Regions from separate parts of the Zea mays genome. Here region 1 is linked to region 2. The links are chromatin contacts, called in public Hi-C maps. All regions are on one chromosome and are shown on one strand. The core of a region is the stretch at or near the end of the contact, and the rest is flanking DNA. Distances in the headings are between cores, read along the strand shown.

Region 1 (3,473 bases), core at 216-2,715, 910 kb after region 2:
AAACAGTGATATTCTTAATTTCAGGATCACTCAATTGTAACACTCCATTCTTCTGTTGTTTATATGATAGTGTTTTTGTCGTTGACTTGGTGAAACTTGAACTATGAATGCATTGGCTATATTGCTCACACATTTAATTATCTTTTCCACTATTGCAGACTGGAACTCAAATTCAAAGTTCATCCAAGTCAGGCCCATGGAGAAAGGTATGCATTAGTTTTCCACTGAAGGTTTCTGGGTAGTTGAAGTATGGGACATAGTAATGTACCTAGTCAAAGACAATTCCATATCTGATGCTCAAGTGAAATTTTCTGTTGATATGGGTGTTTCAAAAATTGATATTGATGTGGAGGGCATAGATATTTTCTGTTGAACAAGGGCACATATATTTAGAAAGTTGATTGGGAATTTTACTCATATTGGACATTCGAGCTTCATTTTATTACTGCTGTCAATGGATTGAAAAACATTACTGTTTTACAGATGCTTCCATCCAAAGATGCAAACTTTGTTGGGTATACGTACAAGAACTTTGAAATTGTAAATGATGATGAAGTGGCAGGAATTGGTTAGCCCCCCATTACTCTGTTCATCTTCTACTATTTCACTTATTAGGGTGTTTGAGTGCACTAGAACTAACAGTTAGTTGGCTAAAAATTGTTAGTGGAATTAGCTAGCTATAGTTACCTAACTATTAACTAATTTACCAAAAATAGCTAATAGCTGAACTATTAGCCAGGGTGTTTGGATGTTTCAACTAATTTTACCCACTAACTATTAGCTCTAGTGCATTCAAACACCCCCTTAGTTGTTATATGTTTAGTTTGACAAAAAAATGATTTGGTGCTTTGTGCAACAGCGGAGTTGAAGAAAAAGAGTTCCAAATCAAAGCGACCAACCATCAAGACATTGTTTGGTAATGAGCCAGTATCCTACATTCAGTTCGCTTCTACTGTATCTCCGTGAAGGCATGAACGATCCACTTACTTTTCATTCATTCTGAACAGAGAGTATGGACGAAGAGGAACCTGTTCAAGGAAGTTTCTTAGGTATGTTGCCCCCAAAGGAAGGGCAACCTTCGTCCCACTCCAGCGTTCCACAAGAAAGACACCAACCTCGACGTAAATAGGATATGGAGGTTCAAAACGTAAAGCATAGGAAAGTAAAACAAGTGGGAAAAAAAAAATCTTCTGCTGCCTTTTGATATGCTCCCTGTCTAAGTTTTGTAAATCCTAACCATTGCGTTCTTTAGCCAAATGTTTAAAACAAAAAAGATCACCGGCCAAATAGTGTATGGCATTGGCATCTGATGTGAGCATCAGTGTTCGCTGTATATTGTGTTACCGTTCTAACTTCCAAGTGATGTTTCTCAGCCATATTGGCAAAAACTACTGTATACTACATACCAGGAGCAGACAAGCTGTGGCAAGCATGTGCTATGTTTTTGACCTCAGTTGTTTCTTTGGAGTCAAGGCTCGTAGGCACCTGAACAACTTGCAGCGCCCAATTGACACATTTATCCCTATGAACATATTCACGCCCGTGCTACCTGTATGAATGCATTTGCCACGTAGACCCTTAGAGATCTTGAGATGTTTCTCAGTAGTTCATTGCACCTTTCATTACACAAATGTACCATCATACAACCTAATCGCGGCTATAGGATTTTTCCACCCTAACTGGATATGGTATTCTCTCTGTTGTTCTTTTTTATTTGTCGTACTTTAGTGCAAAAGTGAACTAACGGATAACAAATATTCAAGAACGGAAGTAATATTAAATATGAGTATATGCCTGTATAGAGGCATTAGGTACACCTGCCCTCCTAAGCACGTGTTAGGATGAAGGCATGACCATAATATCATCTATCACATATATGATACACGAGTTTGGTTGTAGTCATCTCTTCTCGTGGTGACTACCATGGACAATTATGATGCTCACACTAGGTCTTGAGCCACCTGGCATAATGTAATTGATAGCCAATATAGCCTTTGTACTTTATCGTATTTCATGGTACACTCGGCATGCACTTGAGTGCCTGCAGCCTAAGTTGTGTATTAGCCTACTTAGCAAGGCATGTGCTGTCATCTATCCCACATTTAATGTGGTGTATCCAAGACTTATTTGATAAGATTTTGCCAAAGAATAGTCCATAGGTTTTTTAGATGTGGATCCACATCCTAAGGTCATACTACCTCCGGTGGGCCCGCCACATCCTTTTGTCGTGAGATAGGATTAGTGAAAGTCGTCTAGAGGGGGGTGAATAGACGAAACCTGAAATTTACAAACTTAAACACACACTAAAGGCCGAGGTTAGCGTTAGAATTAAATTCAAGTCCGAAAGATTGTTTCTCTTGCTAGGAGTTGCTCAAAGAGTGTGGATGACGTATGGGAGCAAACTCAAATTAATACTAGCAAGGAAGTGTTAGAGAGAGGAAAGAGGGCAAACAAATCAAGCGAGAATCAAAGCGATTAGACACGGTGATTTGTTTTACCGAGGTTCGGTTCCAAAGAACCTAGTCCCCGTTGAGGAGGCCACAAAGGTCGGGTCTATTCCAACCTTTTCCCTCTCTCTCAAACAGTCACTTAGACCGAGTGAGCCTTTTCCTTAATCTCACGGGTCACTAAGACCCCGCAAGGACCACCACACACTTGGTGTCTCTTGCTTCGCTTACAAGCACTTAGAAAAGAAGCGAGGAAGGAAGAAAGGCAATCCAAGCAACAAGAGCGCAAATGAACACAAACTCACTCTCTCTCAAGTCACTAAGTGGTTGAGATGATTTGAGACTTGGAGATGGTTTGATCTTTGGAATTGTGTCTTGGAGTGAATGCTCTAGCTCTTGTATTGAATGTGATCCCCAGAAAACTTGGATACCAATGAATGTGGTGGTTGGGGGTATTTATAGCCCCCAACCACTTCCTAACCGTTGGTGAAGGCTGCTGGTGATGGGCGCATCGGACAGTCCGGTGCGCCACCGGACAGCCACTATGCACTGTCCGGTGCACGTCACGTCAGCGCATCTGTTAGGGTTCTAAGCAGTTGACCGTTGGAAACGTTTGTCTTCTAGCTGCACTGGACAGTCCGATGCCCTCTGACTTTTGCGCTCTGACTTCTGTCGCGGTACTGTAGCGCACTGTAGCTCTGCACAGTCGACCGTTGGCGCGTAGAGAGCCGTTGCTCCGCTGGCTCACCGGACAGTCCAGTTGCTCCCAGCGCGCCAATGGTTGACTATGCAGAGCTACAATGCGCTACAGTACCACGACAGAAGTCAGAGCGCAGAAGTCAGAGGGCACCGGATTGTCCGGTGCAGCTAGAAGACAAACGTCTCCAACGGTCAACTGCTCAGAACCTTAACGGTTGCGCTGATGTGGCGCGCACCGGACAGTGCACAGTGCTGTCCGCTGGCTCACCAGACAGTCCGGTGAATTATAGCGGAGCGCGCCTCAGAATTCCCGAGAGTGGTAGCTTC
Region 2 (3,547 bases), core at 42-2,541:
GGTAAAGGATGCAGGGATCGGACTCCCCTTCAGTTCTTCAACCAGTTCTTCAACCATGGTTAATAGTCCATGCAAAGGACTGCTTCGTTTCAACCGCACGCAAAACAAAGCTGAAGCTATCAGTTTAGCGTACTGGATGGAAGGCCAAACTCGTCCTCATCGCCACCTGTAGCTGTCAAGCCAAGGACATCTTTGCCTTTCGATGATCAGTAGTAACACATACTCCCTTCGGTGCAATAAAAGAAGTCATCCTGCGCGTAGGTCTGGGATTTAGACGTTGTTGCCCCTAGTAATTGCACAAAAAAAGATGCATTTAAGAATCGAACTTGAGACCTCCAGTCTAGAATGCCTTGGAGCTGCTGCAGCAACCAATCAAGCCTAATTGTTTTAGTGACGTTAATGCACCCATATTCCTATTTAATAGGGGCAAACAGGGAAAACTCTATGATAATTAATCACTCCTTGGTATGCACAATCAAGTCCTAAACGACTACCTTTACTGCACTGGAGGGAGTACACAGCAGCAGGACACGAGGAGATTTTAAGGCTCTCGCTGTTTCCCCAGGAGGACCGATCGAGGCCGTCCGTCCTTGGCACCTTGCAGTTGTTCGATGCGTCGGCTCGGACCGGCGTGCAGGAGGGCGATCATTCCATTCCATTCCAGCCATGTGTCCCCCCATCCTATCCTCTGACGTATCTTTGTTGTAAAGCGGCAGCCTCCATCAATGATGCCCGCCGCAGGCAAAGGAGAACCCGTGCCGCCGGCGGATTGGCTGCTGCTGGACCGGCGGTTGCCCGGTCCCTCGGCGCCCCCAAAAGACCGGGGGCCACGCAAGGCGAGTTGACGCGTGCATGGATCATGGATGTGACGACCTTCGTCTTCCCCGGCCTGTGGGGTGTGGCTTCGCCCTCAAGCCTGTCTCTGCATCCATCATTCGCGACGGATTTCTAGCGCAACAGAGCACACCTAAGACTTCAAAGTTCAAAACTACGTAGTTCAAAAGCAATGGGCCCTGTTCTCTCTCTCTCTCTTTTTGGTCGTCCAAGGGAATGGCCCAGTTATGGGAAGAGCCGACGTCGTGACATGGAAAGAAAGTTGTATCAATGTATGGCCCAGATTGAGCTAAAGAGGCCAGATATAATGCTACCGAAACTCGACCAGCCCATCGCAGCCCGGCTTACACTTAAGCCGACGGGTCTGTTCGTATGGGCCTGATCCGAAGCCCAGATCTACCACTAAAACTGCAGTGTCCGTCCCAATGGCAATGACGGACTGACCAGACGCCTGACCACGACACGAGCCAACCATACGGGTGCTGTCATCTTGTCCACCCCGTGCGACTGCGAGCTCGTTGCTCCGCTAGTTCACTCGCCGCGACGCGATGGTTCTGACTCTGCTGCTGCTTCTGCTTCTCCCCGCGGCTTCCCGCGCCAGGGACACCATCACGCCGGGCCAGCCGCTGCGGGGAAACGACACGCTCGTATCGTCCGGCGCCGGCAGCTTCGTGCTCGGCTTCTTCTCCCCGCCGGGCTCCAACAGCACCTACGTCGGGATCTGGTACGCCAAGGTGCCCGTCCGCACCGTCGTCTGGGTGGCCAACCGCGCCGCCCCCGTGCGCGGCGCGGCGAGCGAGAGCGCCGGCGCCACGCTCTCCGTGTCCAGCGAGTGCGCGCTCGCCGTGGCGGACGCCAACGCCACGGTGGTGTGGCGGTCGTTGTCGTCGTCTTCCCCGCGGCCGTGCGCGGCGCGGATCCAGGACGACGGCAACCTGGTGGTGTCGGACCAGCGCGGGCGGGTGGTGTGGCAGGGGTTCGACCACCCCACCGACACGCTGCTCCCGGGGATGCGGCTCGGGGTGGACTTCGCGGCGGGGGCGAACATGACGCTGACGGCGTGGGCGAGCCCCTCCGACCCGTCGCCGAGCCCCGTGGTGGCGGCCATGGACACGTCGGGCGACCCGGAGGTGTTCATCTGGAACGGGCCGGCCAAGGTGTGGCGGTCGGGGCCCTGGGACGGCGTGCAGTTCACGGGAGTCCCGGACACCGTCACCTACAAGGGCATGGGCTTCAGCTTCCGCTTCGTCAACGACGGGCGCGAGGCCACCTACAGCTTCCAGGTCCGGGACGCGGGCATCGTCTCGAGGCTGGTGCTCAACAGCACGGGCGTCGGCGGCGGGCTGATGCAGAGGTGGACGTGGCTGGATGTCGCCGGCGCGTGGGCCCTCTACTGGTACGCGCCCAAGGACCAGTGCGACGCCTTGTCCCCGTGCGGGCCCAACGGGGTGTGCGACACCAACAAGGTCCCGGCCTGCTCCTGCCTCCCCGGGTTCACGCCGCGGTCCCCGGCGTCGTGGGCGATGCGGGACGGGCGGGACGGCTGCGTCCGGGCCACGCCGCTGGACTGCGCCAACCGCACCGACGGCTTCCTGGTGCTGCCGCACGCCAAGGTGCCCGACGCGACGCGGGCGGTGGTGGACTTCAACTCCAGCCTGGAGCAGTGCCGGCAGCGGTGCCTGAGGAACTGCTCCTGCACGGCGTACGCCAGCGCCAACCTCACCGCCGCGCCGGGGCGCCGCGGCTGCGTGATGTGGACCGGCGGCCTCGAGGACCTCCGCGTGTACCCCTCCTTCGGCCAGGAACTCTACTTCCGGCTCGCCGCCGCAGACCTCGGTACGTGGCAACACTGCTCGTCTAGACGTCGATACATGCACATTGCACAGTCGGAGTAACAAATAATTTTTTCCGTCCTGCCGTACTGTACAAAGATGCACGCGCTTGGTGAGAACTTCCACGTTGCTCCGTCCGTTCACAAAATAAGGGGTGTTTAGCGGAGCCTCCCAGCGACAATCACTCAACCCGGCCAAACAGTAAAAAAATGAATTGCTCCGTGATAGAAGCAAAGTGAATCTAGTCTTTATTTTGTACGGAAAAGTGGGAGAAAAAAAAACCTATTTCCCGCCACTCTACTCTCCAACCTTTACAAATAATTTCACACACTATTTACGAAACAGTTTTCGCTACATAGATTCACTTCGACTAGATAATCATTTAGAATCACTTAATCGAAGAATCAGCTCTCGAAGCTAGAAAATTATGGAGCAAAGCTCTACTAAACGAGTCCTAATTATCGTTTTAAATTCGACTAAATTATATTAATACTATTTTTATATTTTTAATAATTATTATAAAATTATATTTAGTAATTAATACAATATATCATAAATATTAATAATTTCTTATATATATATATATATATTTGATCAAAGTTAAAACATCTGGATAGAAGAATGACACTTAGTTTTAAACTATCTCCAACAACTTATCCATCTCTGTACCCATATTCAAACTTTACTCTACGAACAGTGTAGTCTACAGTGCAAAATAGTACTTTTGAGTAAAATTTAGGTAGACTGCTGCAAACGGCCTTAGCGGTAGCGGACCGGAGAGTACGTTCGTTCGTATGGGAGAGTGTGAGCAAAAAAAAAAACCTACTTCCCGCCGCTCTACTCTCCAAACTTTAGGAATAATTTCACACACTATTTACGAA

What was found. A called contact is a pair of places that touch in the nucleus more often than the background predicts.
Region 1: a contact with region 2 is called in a Hi-C map of ear, with 2.0 times the contacts expected there. The contact joins the enhancer-like site here to the promoter of LOC100191473 in region 2. A contact is called at or near these places in 2 of 25 Hi-C or Micro-C datasets (ear and tassel).

The regions. Positions count from the first base shown.
Region 1 is chr8:125,676,821-125,680,293 of Zm-B73-REFERENCE-NAM-5.0, forward strand. It overlaps LOC100382815, which reads left to right. Exons shown (of 14, transcript NM_001175515.1): 11 at 159-206; 12 at 484-568; 13 at 860-916; 14 at 1,008-1,413. The coding sequence ends at 1,129. Among protein-coding and RNA genes, the nearest start is that of TRNAD-GUC, 5.0 kb to the right of the region's middle. Within about 2 kb of position 1,466, at least 6 of the 20 cell types and tissues checked have an H3K27ac peak or open chromatin away from gene starts, as enhancers often do. A contact at or near this core is called in ear and tassel, where this site is marked.
Region 2 is chr8:124,770,014-124,773,560 of Zm-B73-REFERENCE-NAM-5.0, forward strand. LOC100191473 reads left to right here and starts at 1,292. Exons shown (of 7, transcript NM_001353503.1): 1 at 1,292-2,670. The coding sequence starts at 1,383.